Regions from separate parts of the Capsicum annuum genome. Here region 1 is linked to region 2. The links are chromatin contacts, called in public Hi-C maps. All regions are on one chromosome and are shown on one strand. The core of a region is the stretch at or near the end of the contact, and the rest is flanking DNA. Distances in the headings are between cores, read along the strand shown. Region 1 overlaps LOC107863577 (protein FAR-RED IMPAIRED RESPONSE 1). Region 2 holds the start of LOC107856601 (guanylate kinase 2).

The links. A called contact is a pair of places that touch in the nucleus more often than the background predicts.
Region 1: a contact with region 2 is called in a Hi-C map of leaf, with 2.1 times the contacts expected there. The contact joins the enhancer-like site here to the promoter of LOC107856601 in region 2. A contact is called at or near these places in 2 of 5 Hi-C or Micro-C datasets (leaf and placenta).

What each region holds. Positions count from the first base shown.
Region 1 is chr3:160,251,856-160,258,051 of UCD10Xv1.1, reverse strand. LOC107863577 (protein FAR-RED IMPAIRED RESPONSE 1) reads left to right here. Exons shown (of 11, transcript XM_047408402.1): 3 at 1-1,327; 4 at 1,417-1,473; 5 at 1,576-1,644; 6 at 1,774-1,842; 7 at 1,930-1,998; 8 at 2,085-2,129; 9 at 2,207-2,358; 10 at 2,458-2,479; 11 at 2,575-3,134. The coding sequence ends at 2,263. Among protein-coding and RNA genes, the nearest start is that of LOC107863577, 8.9 kb to the left of the region's middle. Within about 2 kb of position 2,786, at least 2 of the 5 cell types and tissues checked have an H3K27ac peak or open chromatin away from gene starts, as enhancers often do. A contact at or near this core is called in leaf, where this site is marked.
Region 2 is chr3:159,843,418-159,850,146 of UCD10Xv1.1, reverse strand. LOC107856601 (guanylate kinase 2) reads right to left here and starts at 5,411. Exons shown (of 11, transcript XM_016701593.2): 1 at 5,072-5,411; 2 at 4,667-4,702; 3 at 4,467-4,574; 4 at 4,273-4,349; 5 at 4,050-4,179; 6 at 3,398-3,760; 7 at 683-804; 8 at 467-602; 9 at 257-302; 10 at 55-160. The coding sequence starts at 4,669.

The DNA.
Region 1 (6,196 bases), core at 1,537-4,036, 410 kb before region 2:
GAAAGACTATGTCAGCATTAGTGATGTGGTTTTCTTTGATACCAGCTATATGAAAAGCAATGAGAAGATGCCTTTTGCTCTTTTTATTGGGGTAAACCATCATTGTCAACCTATGTTGCTTGGATGTGCACTTGTAGCAGATGAGACCAAACCAACATTTGTGTGGTTGATGAAGACGTGGCTTAGAGCAATGGATGGGCAGGCTCCGAAAGTGATAATTACGGATCAAGATAAGTCACTCAAAGAAGCTATTGAAAACATTTTCCCATGTTCACATCACTGCTTTGCGCTTTGGCATGTGCTTGAAAGAATTCCGGAAATACTTGCTCATGTCGTAAAGCAGCATGAGAATTTCATGGAAAAATTCAGCAAGTGTATATTTAAGTCGGCAACTGATGAGCAATTTGATTTAAGATGGTGGAAGATGGTCAGCAGATTTGAACTACAAGAGAATGAGTGGGTTCATACACTGTATGAGGACCGCAAAAAGTGGGTTCCAGCTTACATGAGAGGCAGGTTTATGGCTGGAATGTCAGCAGCTCAACGATCGGAGAGTGTAAGCTCCTTCTTTGACAAGTACATTCAAAAGAAAATCAGTCTCAAAGAATTCATGAGACAATATGGAATGATTCTGCAAAATAGATACGAAGAGGAAGCTGTAGCGGACTTTGATACATTGCACAAACAACCAGCTTTAAAATCACCATCGCCTTGGGAAAAGCAGATGTCAACAATTTATACACATGCAATATTTAAGAAATTTCAAGTTGAAGTATTGGGTGTAGTTGGATGCCATCCAAAGAAGGAAGCTGAAAATGGAGAAAATGTAACTTTTAGAGTTGATGACTGCGAGAAAGATGACAATTTTATGGTCACATGGAATGAGTCAAGATCAGATGTTTCTTGTTCGTGCCTTCTATTTGAATACAAAGGTTTCCTCTGTAGGCATGCAATGATTGTACTTCAGATGTGTGGTCTTTCAAGCATCCCATCTCAATTTATTTTGAAGAGGTGGACCAAAGATGCGACGAATGTGTTAACATTTGAGGGGACAGAAAGAATTCAAACCAGGGTACAAAGATACAATGATCTCTGTAGAAGGGCAATTTTGTTGGGTGAGGAGGGCTCTTTATCCGAGGAGAGTTACGACATTGCCTTCCGTGTCCTAGATGAAGCTTTAAAGAACTGTGTGAATGTTAACAATAGAAGTTCTGCATTGACAGAATGTAGCAGCAGTGCTGTTGGACTTCGTGATCTCGAAGGAGATACTCAAGGAATTCATTTTACCAAAACATGTAGGAAGAAAAGTACAAACAAGAAACGGAAGGTTGGTTGTAGGATCATCGATTGTTTTTACAGAACTCGTTATAATAATTTGGATCCACTTAGGTGACCATTAACATAATGTTATCTCAGGTGCACTCTGAACCAGAAGCTGCAATAGTTGAAGCTGAAGACAGCTTACAACAAATGGTTTGTTTCTTAGCACTGTAGTTGTTATTTTGCTGCCTATTGAAAATATCTTTGCTCGTGTGAGACTTTGGTGATATATTAATTTTACTTTGCTGGTTATAGGATAATCTTACTGTGGGTGGAATGACGTTGAATGGCTATTATGGCACACACCAGAATATGCAGGGACTGGTAGGTTACAATATTTCCCTAGATCATATTCCTGATTATTACTTATTCTCGCATAAAGAGAATGTGTCAGTGCAAGTAAAATTTTTTGATTTTCTACTGTTACGATCACGAATTAGAGTTCACTCGCAGATACAGTTGAATTTGATGGAGCCTCCCCATGATGGTTATTATGTTAACCAACAGAATATGCAGGGACTGGTATGTTAATTTGGTCTATTAATTTGATTTTGTATACAAGTTTGATTGAGATCAATGTAAACGAGAGCTGTTCTAATCATGCTGCAGGGACACCTCAATACAGCTACACCTGACCATGATGGATTTTTTGGGTCTCAACAAAGCGTTCCAGGACTAGTATGCTATGCTACTATTTAACGTTCTTGGCTAGAAATTACGATTCAGAGTATGAATATTTTAAAATGATTCTTCCATTCATTTAGGGGCATTTGGATTTTAGGCTGCCAAGTTTCACATATGGTTTGCAGGTTTGTCCATTATCTCCAGTTTTGCATTTCGTAATTTACAGGGGACAAATAACATCCAGCATCTTATGTCACTTCAGGATGAGCCTAGTCTAAGAGGTGCTCAGCTGCATGGAAACAATGCTAGACATGCATGATGATGATTGCTTCTTTTGATTGTGCGCTTCCTTTTGAAAGAGAGCTCATCAAATTTTTGTTAATGGATACCAAGTGTTTCCTGTTTCTAGATTAGGTAATACTGCACTGTTGTCCTTCCACTACTGCTTTTAAATTTCAGAACAGCGCAGACTGCTTGGTCTAACTTTTTTTTTTTTCATATTGTGCTTTCCAGTTTGATGACTGAATTACTGTGGGTAAGTATTTGCTACTTGAGGAAATTTCTTTGCTACTATCAAATAAATTTGGATTTCTGAACTGTTATAATTATTCACTTGTGTATTCATTGAAGTTGACACTAAAGGCTGGAGCAGCAAGTTCCAATTTTGATGTCATGCCTTGGTAGATGGATTTTAGGTTATTGTTGTACCCTTTTCTCACAGCAGTGGAAGTTCAAGTTGGTTTACAAAACCAGATGTATATCTTAAGTAAATATCAGAGATGACGATTCACAATTTTTAGACGCCAAAGGAAATTTGAATTTTTTCATGAGCCTAGTCTCCGTTTGTGTTTCCCTTGTTGCCGACTTCTCATTACTCATGGTGGAAGCTGTTATTTCGTGGCATCACTTATTGTCCTAGGTTCAGGGACTCTATCCACCTTTGAATTATTATCCAAGGAGTATAACTTTTTAAGTGAGAATGTAAGCGATTTTTCTATCCCATCAGGTCGTCATTTACAAATTATTCACTTCGAAAATTTTTGGATTAGCAACTTGAAAAATAAGACTGCAAACCTTGTATTGCAGGTTAAACTGCACTGTTGTAAAATTTTATGTCCGTGGCGATAAGTTTAATCTTCCTTCAAGAATATGATGCCATAACCAACTTTGATTAGTTGAATGTGTTCCATCTAAATGGAATGTATCATGCATGGGAGAGCATTTATTACAAGTTGTTCATCTTTCATCAATTGGTCTTTGCTGTTTCTTCTCGTTCTCTATGTAATCTACTTCCCACTACATGTTCTAATTACATTTCATGTAAAGTCTCAATATGTAGCTTAGTGTAATGACCCCTACATCATCATGCCACATAGGCACCACATGGAATAAAGTGAAGTCTCACATAAGAGCAAGACTACACTTTAGTAGAATATTCTAGAGAATTAGTGATATTTCCCAAGGAAAATTCTAGAATTCCTTAGATTTGCATGGAAAGTCTGGAATCTCCTAGTATTGTAGAAGGCTCTAGGGACAGGACTATTTTGTAAATATTTAGGGACTTTGTAACAGTTCTTATTTACACATTAGCTCTTACTTGAGTAGTATAAATAGAGAGACACTTATTTGTAATAGCATTAAGCAAAAATCTTTCAAGTTCTCTCTAATATAAAAGTCTCCTTTGAAAATTCTCTTATCTGTTTCTTAAAATTAGCTTTCTCTTAGCGATGTAGTGTTAAAAAGGCTTATTTGAGCTTGTAAGACCGTGAAAGATTTGTGAGTAAGTTGTCAATTGTTGCACGGGATACTTAGTAGATGTCTAAGTCATTGACAACATGGTATCGAAGAAAAGATTAATACTAAGGGAATGGCAAACGAGGGACATTAATGCTGCTAGCACCACCAACGTCTAATAGGATGCTACAGAGAAACACCAAAAGAGGAGAAAGAATCATAAGGGTGAGGAACTAATGTCCGACTCCACAAAATGAAGTGCTGGCATCCTACTCACCTTAGGCTACTGGGGCGAGTGACAACGAACTAGAGAAGGTGTCCCAAGATGTCACGTTGGGAATACAATGGACCGCTAGGGTTGACATGATGAGGTAGGTAGTGGAGATTTTTAGGAAACGTTAAACGAGATCGATGACAAGTTCATGACTCTTGAGGACTTCATCCTTGAGGAGAATGAAAACGTCTGAAAAGAGTTGGAAGGGGAGATGGGGGAAACAATCACTTGGAGTGTCGGCTCATGGAAGCATTAACCATGAAGGCTAAGATGAAGGCACTCGAGGGGGAGATTCAAGATGGAGGGTCTGCGACATTCGAAAAAGAGAGGGAGGCCAAAATTGAGGCTCCGAAGCCACCTATGTTCAAAGGCGTTCGTGATGCACAAGAGGTTGATAATTTTCTTTTGGCATTTGGAGAATTATTTCAAGTGCAAAAAGGTGAAGAGTGATGAGAACCAGATCAACACTGTTGTGTTGTATCTCTCAGAAATGGCCATGCTATGGTGGAAACGTCTGAAATGGACAAGGGACTTTGCACCATCAACACATAGAAGTAATTTTGAGCAGAGTTCAAGAGGGCTTTCTTTCCCAACAATGTACTCTATGAGATGGACCACAGGTTTCGTGAGTTGAAGCAGACAGGCAGCATACGAGCATACGTGAAAGAGTTCCCCATTCTTACGTTTCAGATTCCCAACCTCAGATGAAGATAGTTGTTCCACTTTGTGGATGGGCTACAAAATTGAGCCAAGAGAGAGTTGGAGGCGGACATGTTAGTACTATTGATGAAGCCATTATACAGATTGAAGCTTTGACAAACTTTAGGCGTGACAAACATGACAAAAGTAAAGTTAAGGATAGAAGGAGTTGTCATGCCAAAGGTAGGGGAGATAGGAATAATAGTCGCACCCCAAAAATCATGACATCAATAAGTTCGATGATAGAAGTTAGGATACCAAAACTGCATCGAGAAAAATGCGTATACAATGAAGGGAGCTGTCTGCTACATGTGTGGTGGACCGTACGGCTATGTAACGTGCTCTAAATGAAGATGAAAGGATAAAGATGCATAGGACTGAGGATAAGGTTCAGGCATGACACAGTTGGGCATTATTGGACTATATAAAGCAATCACAAAGCAGTCGGAGAGACCGTAGGAATACAACACCCAATGTATAGTCGACCTGCTCGAGCTATGGTTGACTCGAGTGCAGAAACCAATATCATGACCAAGGAAGCAACAACAAAGTTGGGGTTGAGTTTCAGTCTAAGCAATAACTGTCTCAAGACAGTCAATATGCCACTTACTCTTGTGTGTGGAGTTGCTAAATGAGTAAGCATCAAATTGGGCAAGCGGTAATTGGGCAAGCGGTAAGGTAAAACCAACTTCACTAGCGCTCTTGTAGATATTTTTAATATAATTCTTGGGTAGGAGTTCTTCTACCTCTAATTGCTCTTGCTTATGGAGCGAGAAAGATCTTGTAAAGTTCCTATGTTTAAACTTCCAAAAATGGAAGAACAAACACAATTATCGGTGATGCATCTTGTGAAGGGCCTTAATAAGGGGAGCCACCATTGCAAGTTTGGGTGAAGACAGTGGTGCCCAAACATTGCCATTCTATATAGAGAAGGTGCTTTAAGAGAATTAGAACGTGATGCATGAAGAAATTCTGAAGCATTTACCTTTTAGGCGCGAAATAGATCATAAGATCAAGTTAGAGCCTGGAGCTAAGGCATGCACATAGGCCTCATACAACATAGCTCCACCCGAGTTAGAGGATTTAAGAAAGCATTTGAAGGAATTGCTTGAAGTCGGTCATATCCACCCATTGAAAGCCCCTTATGGAGTGCCAGTCTTATTTCAAAAGAAGAAGGATGGGTCGTTGCGGCTAATCATAGACTATAAGGCACTCAACAAAGTAACAGTAAAGAATAAGTACCTTATCTCGCTTGTTGTTGACCTATCAAAGTCTTGGAAAGAATAAATACTTTACTAATGTGGATTATCGAAAGGGTTACTATGAAATACGCATAGTATAGGGGATGAGCCAAAGACGATATGTGTGACGAGATACGGAGCCTACGAGTGGTTGGTGACGCCCTTTGGCTTAACCAATGCACCCGTACCTTTAGCACACTATTGAATAACATTTTTAGCCCTACTTGGACCAGTTTATGGTAGTGTACCTAGACGGCATAGTCATTTGCAATAACATTTTAGAAGAGCATGATGAGCACTTGAA
Region 2 (6,729 bases), core at 4,162-6,661:
ATCCTAATATGGACTGCATACATAAAAAGAAATGGATTATGCAAATCACCATACCTGTTATCTGATGCCTTTTGATATTCTGCAGCACCACAATTAATTAAAATCTTCTGATCAATCTTTGAGACTAAATGTTCGACAGGTAAGTTGACTAATTCTGGATCTGCATTCAAGAAAAGTTCATGAAATCAGTAAGGCATACTATTGCCTGATGGAATCAAGGTAAAAACGGTGGGACAAGCTATGTCGTCTAGCTTACATGTTATACGGGCAGTCTTCACACCTTCAGTGAGACCCAAGATGTTCTACATAAAAAGAAAGTTTCATCATATAGTGTCACAAAACATTTTATTCACGACCCATTTAGCAGTACATGATCATTGGACATATGGATAAACAAGAAATCTTCTAACTAGAACCATTACAACTCTTACGATATATTACAATACAGGAGGGGAGCAAAGATTACCTTAAGATTCTTATAACAACTTTCTAGGTCATCGTTCACCAAATTATGATCGAAGAGACCTGATGATTTTCCTTGTTCGAGCTCCGCCCTAGCATTTCGGAGACGCTTTTGGATTTGCTCTTCAGTCTCAGTTGCCCTATTTAACAGATTGACAACAATTTAAAAACCAACTGAACCGGGCAATATGAAATACTTTACATTCTCGATCAGTACTACCTTGCACGAAGGCGCTTCTCAAGCTCTTCAAATGATGGTGGAGAAATAAAAATGAAGATAGCATCAAGAGAGCTAGCTCTCACAGACCTAGCACCTTGAACGTCAATATCAAGGATGCATCTCTGCACAATCATACAAAATTAAAAGGCTTGACAAATTTGCAACAGAAAGATCTACCAATATGCTAATGCACAATTTGGCCCATGAGTGATGCCATTAACAAGTCAATGTAAGACTCAGTAATCAGTTCAAACATATTACTACTACATCCAGATCTTCATTTTTTGCAAGTTGTACTTTTTTCTTTTGATTGGGGTGGAAAGCAAGAAATTTGGAAGGCAGGACTGGAGGTAGAAGACACATAAAGAAACCTTGGGTTCTGCCAAACCAGCAATGAATTTCTTTATTGAGTTGAGTGAAGCTAGATTTTAAAGAGTAAGGAAACTCACTAGTGTTTCAAATCTTGTACAAGAAAGATTTACCTGTATGCAAGGTTGAGGAACTTGTCCCGAACATGTGTTGGGGAATCTATAAATGAGGGTTCAAGTGTTTTGTTCAGTATATAGTGCAGAAGACAGACTGGTGTGGTCTACATAAAAAGAATCACTCATAATAGATGTGGATCTCATTGGCTTAGAGATCTATCAGTGTCCAGAGTTAAATAGTGCTTAGTCCCCTAATTTGTCAAATTTACACAATGTCCAGAGGGGATTCCGAGCATTTTCCGGTCTTGACAGGATTGCACCAGGGATCGACTCTTAGTCCGTTTTTAATTGTCGTGGTGATGGATGTGTTGACTCGGAGTATTCAAGGTGAGGTGCCTTGGTGTATGCTTTTTGCGGATGATGTAGTTTTAATTGATGAGTCATATCGAGGTGTTGATGATAAGTTGGAGGTTTGTAGACAAACCCTGGAAGATTTAGGTTGAGTAGGACCAAGACAGAGTATTTGGAAAGCAAGTTTAGTGACTCGAAGCAAGAGGTCGAGGTGGTAGTGAAGTTGGAGTCACAGGTGGTTTGTAAAAGGGATAGTTTTAAGTACCTTGGGTCTATGATCCAGGGGAATGGTGAGATTGATGAGGATGTCTCTCACCGTATTGGTGCAGGTTGGTTGAAGTGGCGGCTCGCCTCGGAAATTTTATGCAATAAGAAGGTGCCTCCCAAGCTTAAAGGCAAATTCTACAGAGTTGCAGTCTGGCCAGCTATGTTGTATGGAACGAAGTGTTGGTCTGCTAAGAATTCTCACGTCCAGAAGTTGAAGGTGGCAGAAATGAGGATGTTGCATTGGATGTATGGATTCACGAGGGCTGGTAGGGTTAAGAATAAGATTATTCGGGAGAAGGTGGGAGTGGCGTTAGTGGATGATAAGATTCGGGAAGCGAGGTTGAGATGGTTTGGGCATGTGATGAGAAGGGGCACGGATGCCCCAGTCCGTAGGTGTGAGAGGTTGGCCTTGGATGGTTTCAAGCAGGGTAGGGATAGACCGAAGAAATACTAGAGAGAAGTGATTAGACGTGACTTGGAGCAGTTACGGCTCACTGAGGACATGACACTTGATAGGAAGGTTTGGAGGAAGAGTATTAGGGGTAGAGGGTTAAGGTGTGTGGTCTAGTCATAGGCTGTAGCTAGAAGAGTTTGGTGTAGCTTGGTTGGTAATGCTAGGGTTGGGGGGAGGGGGTGTCCTTCGTTGGTCAATGTACTCTATTTTTGTGGTTGTTGTAACTTGTATCACTGTTATTTTTATCATGTTGTATGTTTGCAACGTTTGACTATGGTCCTTTGTCTTGATCTGGGGTCTATCGGAAACAGCCTCTCTACTTCTTCGGAGGTAGTGGTATGAACTGCGTACATTCTACCCTCCCCAAACTCCACCAAGTGGGAATATACTGGGTTTGTTGTTGTTGTTGGCTGTTAAAAGTATGACACATGTTTAAAGGAATCGGATGGTCTTCTGACCTTGACAAGCTTCAGCTCCTAAGCTAATTTTTGGAGTTTAGATAGATTGGATGTCTTTAACATGGTATTAAAGTCTGATCCATCTTTTGTTGTGTTTCCCAACGTTGCATCCCAGTCTTATGTTCTCATGCTCCAATGTTCAGTCCTAAATGTGTGGTGATGTACTGGTGTTACAGTTGGGTGCTGCAGTGTCCCACTAGTTAAGATAATGGATCGTAGTCTCCTTATATGCTCTTTCAGTTTTCACTTCATGAATTAGCTTTTGGGAACCAACTTAGGCGCAAAGTCCATTTTCTTAACAATGTCAAATAAACTATTTTTCACCGGAAAATACCAAAGAGATAGGGGTTCCATTCTCCTGGAGAATGTACCGAAATTGAAACTTGCGCATATTCATGGGGCATGCACCAAAGAGAACAACAATACACACTTCTAATTTTTTGTTATGAATTTCTGATGTTTATATAAATTAACACAAAATAAAACTACATGAATATAAGTTTAATCTCATTTTTTAAACTTAAGAATTTTTTTTTTTCTAAAAAAAAAAAAGTAAAGTTGGAATCAAAGAAAATGTTTGCACTCCCAAAGTAGTAGTGTTATTCTTTTTGGAAGAAAAGGAGTATAAAACTTCTTTAAGATCACCAATTCACGAGTGCAAATTAACAACAGTTGCAGGTACACACAACCAGGTCCAATATGTTGTAACTAGTAATACCAATATTTTGAATTAAGAATTGATAGCATGAAGTGATGATACCCTGCCAGCATCAGCTACCACCTCAACTGCTTCAACACTGGTTCCATAAAGATTACCATGAACAGAAGCAAACTCCAGGAATTTCCCATCCTTTATCTCTCTCTCCATTACACTGCGGTCACTGAAATGGTAATGAAACCCATTCTGCTCTTTTTCTCTTGGTGTCCGAGTTGTGTGGCTCACAGAAAATCCAAACATAGATGGAAACTCTTTCATTAGTCCAGATATCAAGGTACCCTTCCCCACACCAGAAGGGCCACTAATGACAATAGGCTTCTCAACATTGCCTAAAACTCCCTTACTCCAGGCAACCACCTCATTGCCACGTGCCTTTTCCTGTTCTCTTATAAATGGGGTGCCCACCTAAAAAGTATTAAAAGTGAGTGGCTGCAAATTAACTCATTCAAGGGTATCGAATTATATTCAAACAGTTAAATTAATCAATCACCACAATTTTGACATTTTTTATATTAATGATTGATAAATACAAACAGGCAACTCCACTGGATCTGCACACAAGCATCTCCAATTAAACATTTTGGAGAAATGCTGATCTGAGTAATCAACAGAGATTCAGCAAGAGATCTTGACTTCCATGTTTAACAGACAGAATAAAAACCTTTGCATATCTAAAAGCCATAAATTAACCAACCTCAAGAAACCAAAAGCAGCCATCAGACTTGGAATCTCCCTGAATGACCAATACACGATCACCATTTAAAAGCACAGCTGAGTGGCCATTTGAAAGCTTGGGTTTAGTACCCAGTACAGTGGGGTTTATCCTGCAATTAAATCCAGTTTTTGTTCTTCTTGCCAAAAAAAGCTACAGAATAACCAGATTGGTTACAAAACATGCTACATATCCAGAAACTCACCATTCCCTACTAGATTTGTCAAAGATTTGTACACCAATGACCGATGTCAATTCCTGATCAGCCCCACCAATCACATACTGGTGAAAAATAGGGAGGCAGAACATTCATTCATGAATATATTCATTTGGGCATATTAAATTGGAAAGAATGCACATCACAGAAGAATATCAAAATAGTATGTTGAATCATCATACAATTTTAGAGCCAACACAAATAGCTGTTTCGTGGCCCTTTGATTTCAAATCAACCCCATTTGGAATATCTCCCAGGAAACTATCAGCAAAGAAAACTGGAGCTTCTCCCTGAACACCAGAGAGATCAAGAAAAGATCACAACAAAAGAAGACAAATATATACTTTAAACTAATAGCGCAAATCAAGACTAATGCACTCACCATAGATGTAAGTATTCCTTCCTATAAAAATTCAACCTGACCAAGAAAAAATCACAAATCAGATTATAAATCCACATGAAAGAATTATGCATTCCCTTGAGAAAAAATGAGAAAGAAAATCATATCGCCTACAAATTAATAACAGAACTAGATCATGCAGTAACCAAATTAAGGATGAAACAGAAATTCATATGATACTAAGATCCCAATGGATAACTAAGAAGCCAAAATAAAACTGTAGGAAAACAGAAGCCATGAAATATCATGCTGCCTTGAGCAAAAAATAAATAAATAAAAACCCATAAAATATCCTCAAATGAAATGAATGCACACAGAAATAAAGATACACACGTAAAGCTATAGGTGCGTCCCTCAATTACAATTGGAAAACCCATAAAACATTACCTGATATTTTGTGAATTCAATTTTAATTGGTGCTGTATGTATGTATTATATGAAGAAGGGGAAGGAAGGGGTAATATATTAATTGAAAGAGAGAGATATGTCAAAGAAGAAGAAGAATAAAGTTTGAAAAGTCAGCAAGTTTGACAAAGGAGGAGGAAGAAAGTTTTGCCATATTTGTTGGCGGAACAAGGAATGTGGAAGAGAGGCACATGGTGACCAAAGAGGAGCTTTTTTGGTCCAGTTCACTTCATCAAACCAGCCCCGCCCCCAGCTTATTTTCTCTATTATTTCGAGTATTTTCTTTCTCTATTTTATTATATTTTCTTTCTTCTTTATTCATGAGAAAAGGCATAAGTACCGCCGTATTTTATTATTAATATTTCAATTTCATATCTTTTCTTTGCAAAAGATCTAATATACCCCATGAATTTTTAAAAAGTGAAATTAATTCCACTCTAAAAATGTTATCTTCGAATCTTAACTAAATGGTAAAATACACACACCTATTCTATTATAGCTTGTTTTGATGATGATCAGTTGACAACAAGAGATCAGGTCCCTCGGCCTTCATGAAAACGTACAATTGTCACTTCTCTGCCCAGTTTTGTCTGTTAGTGTAACAAATTATGCAATTGAATTGTGTACCAGACAAGACATCTGTCCCAATCAAAATTCTACTCTAACCATTATCCCACTATAAATAGAAAAGAATACTTCTCAATTCAATAGGTTTTGCAATTTGATTATTCAAGACGAAAATGGCGAAAACTCAATATTGCTCAAGTTTCAGGTTTCTGTGTGCTGAGAGAGTTATTGTTCTTAAGTCAAGTCTTGGTCTGTAATCGAATTACTCATCTTATAAGAGTAATGTTTTTCTTGTGTCTGTAGAGTGCTTAGGTAGAGTTATCTGAGTTGATATTGATAAGAGTTAATCAATACTTAGAAGAGATCTTGAGGGAGTTGTCAAGGAGAGTTTGTAATAGCGTTATTACAAATTAGTGGAGCTTAGGGTTAAGTTATAATGGAGTCTTTAATCATAAGTTTGATTATAGTGGATTCTTGAGTGCTTTTAAGGGCAAGCCGTGGTTTTTCCTCTCTTGAGCAAGGAGGTTTCAACGTTAAATCATTGTGTTTCTTTAATCTCTTGCAAAATTTATTTCCTTACTTTTTTACTGTTTTATTCCTGTATCTGACTCTGAAAGACTTGGTCCCTTATAAGGTGGTGCACCTCCCAACAATTCATCAATTGGTATCAGAGCAAGGAGACTCTAAAAGGTTTACACCTAGAGTGAGTTATTGATCATGGTTGCTCTACCTAATCTGGAAGAAGGGCAATTTACCACTGGACCAACCCACTTAAATGGGTAGTAATATAGGCAATGGAAAATCAGGATATATGGCTTTATTATGGCTGAGGACAATGAGCTGATGGATGTAATACTTGATGATCCTCATGTGTCAGATAGAAAGGTCAAAGAAGGAGACATAACAAGAATGGTTCTCAAAACCAGGAGAGAATTTAATGATGAAGATCGCAAGAAAGTTGGAAAAAATTACAAGGCTAAAATATTGCTCATGTGTGGTATAGGACCATATGAGTATAACAGGGTTTCCGCTTGTGAAAATGCTAAGAAAATCTGGGACTTCCTAAAAACTGC